Linked DNA regions of Zea mays: region 1 is linked to region 2. The links are chromatin contacts, called in public HiChIP or PLAC-seq maps. All regions are on one chromosome and are shown on one strand. The core of a region is the stretch at or near the end of the contact, and the rest is flanking DNA. Distances in the headings are between cores, read along the strand shown.

Region 1 (3,533 bases), core at 586-3,085, 140 kb before region 2:
GTTGGACCACACATAAAGGTTTCGGTAAGAGAAATCTTCGTTTTCATCAATGAGATGAAAATCATGAACAACCTTGCATGACGCTTTGGAGGTTTTGAAAGCAGCACTGTAGGAATTTCATAAGAGACAGCTCAGCCAGGAAATATTCACATGCCAGGAAATATTCACATGCTCCAAATAGGACATAAGATTTGTTACTACACAAAGATAGATTCTACGCCTGTCAAATGCACAAAACTTCCAAGTGAAAACATTTAAAACCAAAAACTTGGGTTCCTGAACATTTTCAAGTTTTTCCCTTGCAGATTTAATGCATGTTTGAATCAAATTTTTTTTTCATTGCAGGTATGCTGACAAGTGAAGTTAAAGAGAAACCCACACTAACAATGGATAGACAAAACTGAAGTCATAAAACAGCATCATTTCCCACACATAGCAAAGAACAAGAAAGTTTGTTTGCCAGTTGATCTAGAACCAATCCATTCACAGGAAGCAGCAGGAACACAAGACTGAGGAGAAAAACTAATGTGAGGGGTGGAAAGTTGGTGGTGCCGTGGTGGACTGGAGGCAAATGATGAAGTGGTAGAACATGATTACTACATGAAATGGAAAAGAGGTGCCAAACTGACACTTCCATCGACCTCCACCACACCTCGTGTTGCTCCAGAAGCAGTAGGCCGGCAGGTACTTACAGTGGCAATCAAATCGCCCCCAGAAAAGAAGGGCAGCTAAGCTCATTTCCCTCATCGCATAACGAATTGCCAGCAACATGGCAGGATCTCTAATAATTGCCATTAGACAGAACCCATGATTTTTTCCCCGGTGGGGATGCCGAAACAGTGGACAAAAGAAAGTATGGCAACGTGGTGCCAGAAAGATACAGGCATCATAACTCAAATCACAAATGAGCACGTCTCATGACTGCTCCGAAGGGAACACGCCTTGGAAATTGAAGTCTTCTTTATGAAGGTAGGGAAAACCGAAGCTGTTGGCCGGACACTACATGAAATTGTAGGGACATGGAAATGGTGATCTAGTATGATTCAACAGAATGGCGAGCTTAAATGACTTGTAGAGAAACAAAAGGAGAGGGGGAAACTCCAATGAGCAATATAATTTTTTAGAACTAAGAAACGGTGCCATGAGCTCAAGTGGTCATAGTTGAGACTGGGAAAAGAATAACAAGCATCACATATGTGGTAACGACTGCTATACAAGCAGTCATTCTGTGCAAGCGTGCAAGCAAACTATCTGATTCATTAGATTACGATCCAAGAATGGCTCGCGCTGCATTTAGCTAACCAACAATACACACGCCACATCGAGAGGAAGAGGCAGGGGAAAAAAGTGTGAACCAAGAGAAACCCAGCACCTCGGCACATAACCAGGCAACACCTGCGAATCTGCGATCATTTCCAGAGCCGCAAAATCCCCCCCCCCCCCCCCCCCCCCCCAAACCGGACGGAGCTAGAACCCTAACCCACAACCGCCGCACGCGCTCAAACCGCCCGCGCCCCTGATCCCGCACTCACGCTTGAGCGAGAACGGGCCGAGAATCGCAGGAACATTGCAAGGCCCCCAAGATTTAAAAAAAAATCCAATCATCTTTCTTCGGGAGGAGACGAGGAAACCGGACAGGCGAGAACAATGCGTCACCTCAGAGGGGAGGCCGCGGTCGAAGCCGGTTGCCGGAGCCGATCTACGGCCGGCGGATGGGCTTTGGCGTGATGCGATATGCCACTGTGGCTGTGGGGGGAGGAAGCAAGGAAAGAAGGAAGGAGAAGGGCTCGAGGGAGGAGGCAACCGCGTTCGAATTAAAGCATCTCCTGTCTCTCTCGGCTCTCGCTTCCCCCGAGCAGGCACAGTGAGAGAAAGTTACGGACGGGTGTCTTCTTTTACCCTTCTCGGGGTTTGGTTAAGATTAACAAACATGCGTTTTAATTTTACTCATGTAAAACACCAACAAATTGCGAGGTTTATGTATAAAAAACTCTTGCTAGTATGGAGTCGAATAAAAAACTGAAAGTTAAGAGCTTTGCTGGAGGAGGAGTCTACGTCTTTCCGAATGACGGTAGTGAAAGTGCGAGTTCAGCTTTGCCGATTCTGAAGACAAAGTCAGCTTTAGCAGGGTGGCACATCCTGACGGACAGACAGTGAAAAAAAAAAGGGAATTCGAATTACCCAATCGAGCGTGCCGTTCAACGGGAACGGATTGTTTCGCCGGAGATTACACGTGAGCAACGGTCCAGTAGGCCGGCCTGAGACAGCCGGTTTGCAACTCTCAGGTTTCTCTATTAGGTCTTGTTCGTTTGTGCCGGATTAGTGGGTCGGAACGATTTCTAACCGGATTATTTCTCTAATTTATATAAACTTTGATTAGCTGGAACGATTCCGGGTAGAATCCGATAGAAACGAACAAGGCCTTAGATGACACGAGTCACTAGACCGGATCCACCCTCCCCCTCCCCCCCCCCCCCCCCCCCCACCTCACTCACTCACTCACTCACTCGTCGTTCTCACGCTGGCTTTTTCCCTGCTTCGCTTCGTTGGCCTCACCTGAGCAAGCGGTAAACAAGTGCCAAGGACAAGTTACTGCATAGATTTAAGCAACGGGCAGAGGATTGAGTAATTATGCATTTATTACAGTAATCGACATGGACTTGAATAGCCACTGCCATTGTTTCTGGCAGGGGGGGAAATGAAAAGGATCCGTCCCAAGGATCAACAACGGATTCCCCAACTTGTTCATGTGGCAGTACTGTATTGACGTGTACGATACACACGGAGATGAAGATGGACAGGAATTCAACTACAGTACACGGTACACCATTGCTACCTGAGTTCTTTGTTCTTGCTTCAACAGCCAGCAACACAGCAGAGCAACAAGTTAACAAGAGCTGCAGCATGAAATAGCAACCTCGCAGGGTAAAAATCCAGATTGGTCCCCATCCTGTCCTTCCGTTCAGATAACGCCATCCAACGCCCAAGGCGTGATTAAAACACCACAAGCAGCCAATCAATGACCCGAGCGGACGATCCAAAAACTGGGGAAAGTTTCATCAATGCCATCGCCACCTGTGAATCTGTACTCTACAGACTCCATGGCTCAATTTAAGGAAAAACAAAAGCAACATGTCCATTGTTTGTTGGTTCAAACATCAGTGGGGTATTATAATTATAAAGAGATCACAACAGACACGAGGCAGCCGTCCGAGTTCACCAAACGCACGCTAGGGTGATACCAACACTGACATACAAGAACGAACACGGGTTTTTTTGCTAGTGTACAGGCGCTTCTACTTTCTCTCCTACTTCGAACCAGAAGAAAACAGAGCTGCGGGAATAGATGGCCCGCACATGGCGCAGCGCGAGTGTGCCGTTCGTCCTGACGGCCCTCGCGCCTCCTTCGATCCTGGTGCGGACGACCGTTACTCCGTGCCCTTGCTCCTTGAGGGATGAGAATGGATCGTACTCTATCGCTGTGCTGATTATTGGGAAGGACAGGTGGTCCAAAGGGTTTTGCTCGCACTGCA
Region 2 (3,882 bases), core at 636-3,135:
GCTCCTCCCCCGCCGCACGTTCCCGCCGGCTCGTCTGCCACCACTGGTTTTCGAGTGGCAGGCGAATTTCCATCACCCTTCCCCTTCTTTTTCTGAAGTCGAGGAGGGTGCCGGCTGCCGGGTTTGTCAGGGGTCAGCGCGGAAATACGAGCGACGACGGGAGCGTTTTCTGCCTGGTTTTCTCGCTACAAGACGCGGGTTGGGTTTAGCGTCACAAGACTACTAACTATATACCGGTAATGATGATATGATCGTTCGCTTGCCGTTTCAAAACACGATGCGAGTTTGCCGCGTATTTGTGGTCCGAGGCTGAATCTTTTCACCCCCTCCTCTTTTTTTTTAAAAAAAAATATGTGGCTTGAATCTTTTCTCTCCTCTTCTACAGAAAAAAAGGAGAGTTTATGTGGCCTGAATCTCACACTCCAATGACGACGCAGAAATTTGATTCAGAAGATCTAAGTTTGACAGCATCGTTCGTTCGCTCGCAAGTTGGAGGAAACGGGGGGTGCTTGTGGTTCAGGTAGATCGCTTGCCGTCTGCGTCTGGGCCAAGCGAAGCGGCCGAGCGATCCCTGTTCGGTGAGTGGGGGCCACATGTCCGGCCGGCCACGGGTGCGATCAGACTCGGAGCCGCCGCCGCGCCCACGGTGCGCGCTGCGAGGTCGCGGCGTCGCGGCCACACGTCTAGCGAGCACGGCCGGGAAAATGATATCTGTTCAGACCACCACTCGGATAAAGCGTACCAACTGCAGTCGGTGTCCGTTTCTTCTCCGGGGACTGTAATTGTACAACTGTCCAAACAGGTGGGCTAATAACTAAATCAATTTTCAGTTAACATCTTAGCTGCAGCGCTAGCCAGCTACTCCACCAGTAGTTTGCAAAAAAAACACGACCGATGAGGTGTGTGTCCAGTTTAGCAACCAGGTTTAACAAACTCGCTCACAAATTTGGGAATTTTTTTTTTGCTGTAGCCCGTCTACAAACTAGGATGTTTGCAGCACCTCACAAAAGTAGATAAAACGTTACCTAGTGGATCTGCAGGTAAGGTCTATCCTTCTTTTTGTGAGGGGCTGTAACCATCCTGGTTTGTAGTCGGGCGGCTGCAGCATTTTTTCTCTCGAAATTGGAACGTTGCCGGCTGCACCAGACCCGTCTTGGAACGGGTGCCGAAGCGGGGAGGGGTTGATGTCTTGATAAATTTGGAGCGCTGATACACTACTCCAGTGATAGACTTTGATACGACTAAAATCATGTAATGACTCATAATTTACAGTTCAGAACAAGAGACAACAACAGCCATATGTTTGAAATTGGTGTTACTTCAGGTGGATCGTACGTGAAACATTTTCCTTGTATTCCGGCGCGGTCCATTAAAAAAAATTCGACGGGATACTACATACACTACCAACCAAGCTGGAGAGCACGAACCTGGTCTCTCTAAACTAAACTAAGCTAATGCAAAGGTGATGTGTATTGCAAGCTAAAGAATAATAAGGTAATAACTTTGTGCTGCTTTTGTCGTCGCGACGGTACATGACAAAGCCGTAGGACGTGGCAGGACGAGAAACCATTTGGCTCTGTGGCATGCGGACTCATGTTGATGGAAACGGCTTTATTTCGTGTCCATTGGAACGAACGAACGAATGAATAAAAGAATTGATATATCAATAATTTCGAGCGACTTGGTCTGGAGTCCAACCAACCTCACTCCTCCCACCTGATCGAGCAGAAGAGCACTTCCAAAAGTCGGTGTTCAGATTCAGAAAGCAAGTGCCATGCTCTATCCAATCCATCTACTCTATTCGGATATACTAAAAGATAGAAATATGCTGGAATTTTGTTTGCAAACATCCACGACGACCCATCCACGAATAAAGCGTTGCAAATCTTGGTGGTGACTGTCTGACTGATATGTCACCTCCATGTTTTCATGATGATCCAACTCTGACCAAACCAAAAACATGTTCAAATAAATGATCCATCCGATCCGAAGTTGCAAACACCACCTGAAATTGAAAAAACCCAGCCGCCGAACGAACGAACGAGCAAGGCCTATAAACCTCCTCACATCACAGTCACCACACCACTCGCCACGCCTTCGCCGCCTATAAACCGCCACCACTAGCCCCCCCTGCTCCGAGGACCACAGGAGCCCACGGCACGGCGACGCCATCGACCTCACTCCATCCCTCCCTCCCTCCCTCCCTCACTCCTCCTCTTCGCCGCCTCGCAAGCAATGGCGGTGGCGCGGCTACGCGCGGTCGCCGCCGCCGTGCTGCAGCCGGCGCTCGCCGCGGGCGGCCGCGGCGAGAGGCGGCCGCTCGGGACGGCGGCGGAGGTGGCCGCGGGCGCGGGCCCGGGGGCTGCGAGGTGGGAGCTCTTGGGCGCGCGGGAGTACTACGACTACCGCCGCGCCATGTACGGCGACATCACGCACAAGGCCATCCTCGTCGACGCCGCCGGCACGCTGCTCGCCCCCACCGAGCCCATGGCGCAGGTCCGATCCGCTCGCCCCCGCCCCCGCCCTCGCTCTCTGGCTCGCGTCCTTCGCGGCTGCGTCGCGTGCCCGGTTCGTTGCCTGCTGCTGCATGTGCGGTCGGGCGGTAGCGATTGCTGCGGCATGCAGGTTGATTTCGGCTCAGCCATGCGCGCTCTGTGTGGCGCGCGGGGTGACTGGAGTTGATCTCATCTGCTGTTTCTCTCCACTGTATATGCGGTCTCGGGCTGTTTCGTACCCAGGAGGAGCTATGAGTTGCACTTGCACAACATGTTCTTGTTCTCTCTGACGCGTTTAATTAATTAAGTATGTATTCTGATGTCTGCTTTTTTAAATACAAACAAACGTCTATTTCAGGTGTACAGGACGATAGGCCAGAAGTACGGAGTGAATTACTCAGAGGATGAGATTCTGATGCGGTACCGGCTAGCTTATGCGCAGCCATGGGGTCGATCGCGTCTGAGGTAAGCCCCACTCGACTTGTGACTGTTCATCGTAGTTTGACACATGTCTCGTGCTTTTGCGTAAATTCAAACGAATCCTGGACCTATGGTATTAAAAGTGGTTACAAGCTGCTGATCGTTCACTTCAGAGGCTTCAATCTTTTGGAACAACCAGATTCGAAGTGCTTCCCTGCATGCAAACCAGGGGAAATTTAGTGCCGTAAGCAATTTTATAGCTGGGAGAACAAGTCAGTAACTGGGATAGTTGTATCATCACAAATCTTCCAGATCTGGTCCCGAGAACAGGATTCGCTCCCAAACAGCATAGTTCTGCTGCTTTATTTATGCCACTGCTAAAAAATACCCCCCACCCACCAAAAAAGAAGGAACACTCATTCCTAGGTTCCTGCATCTACAAGGGTGTAGGTTTATGCGTTATAGGACAACAAATACTGCACAGTTGACAAAAGTCACTTGATCTGGTTTTGTGTGATTTTCAAGCATACTCCTACATAATGATAAAGTACTTCCAGGCTCTTTCTTTACACCTATCAAGAGAAATATCTTGGTCAATAATTATGGCCACCGATTTTTCTCAACATATCTGATCACCTGGGCGGTGGTCCAAAGTAGTACTGCTTCTTTCATTTCATTTGTCTTCAGCTCATCTTGCCTGCCCACTTATGTACAAGCAGAACGAACTAATTTGCGTTTGTTATCTTACTAAAAAGAGCTGTGCCTGGGAGCCCTGCACTGCAGCCCTCCCGACCACGCTATTGCTTGGACTTGAACAGTTGGACTGCAACTGAAATCCCAATCCTAACGCATCTGGGTTTCTCCAGGTATGTCGATGACGGAAGGCCCTTTTGGCAACATATAGTGAGCTCATCTACCGGCTGCTCAGATCTACAGTATTTCGAGGAACTGTACCAGTACTACACAA

The links. HiChIP or PLAC-seq counts read pairs in DNA pulled down with a chosen protein or histone mark.
Region 1: a contact with region 2 is called in an H3K4me3 HiChIP or PLAC-seq map of leaf, with 2.1 times the contacts expected there. The contact joins the promoter of LOC100170244 here to the promoter of LOC103633527 in region 2. A contact is called at or near these places in 9 of 25 Hi-C or Micro-C datasets (bundle sheath, ear, endosperm and 2 more) and 1 of 3 datasets of contacts at active chromatin or transcription factors (leaf).

The regions. Positions count from the first base shown.
Region 1 is chr7:180,307,566-180,311,098 of Zm-B73-REFERENCE-NAM-5.0, reverse strand. It overlaps LOC100170244, which reads right to left and starts at 1,835. Exons shown (of 4, transcript NM_001367050.1): 1 at 1,657-1,835. It overlaps LOC103633528 (F-box protein SKIP5), which reads right to left. Exons shown (of 5, transcript XM_008655212.4): 5 at 3,055-3,533. The coding sequence ends at 3,280.
Region 2 is chr7:180,165,867-180,169,748 of Zm-B73-REFERENCE-NAM-5.0, reverse strand. LOC103633527 (haloacid dehalogenase-like hydrolase domain-containing protein 3) reads left to right here and starts at 1,885. Exons shown (of 6, transcript XM_008655211.4): 1 at 1,885-2,496; 2 at 2,854-2,960; 3 at 3,782-3,882. The coding sequence starts at 2,236.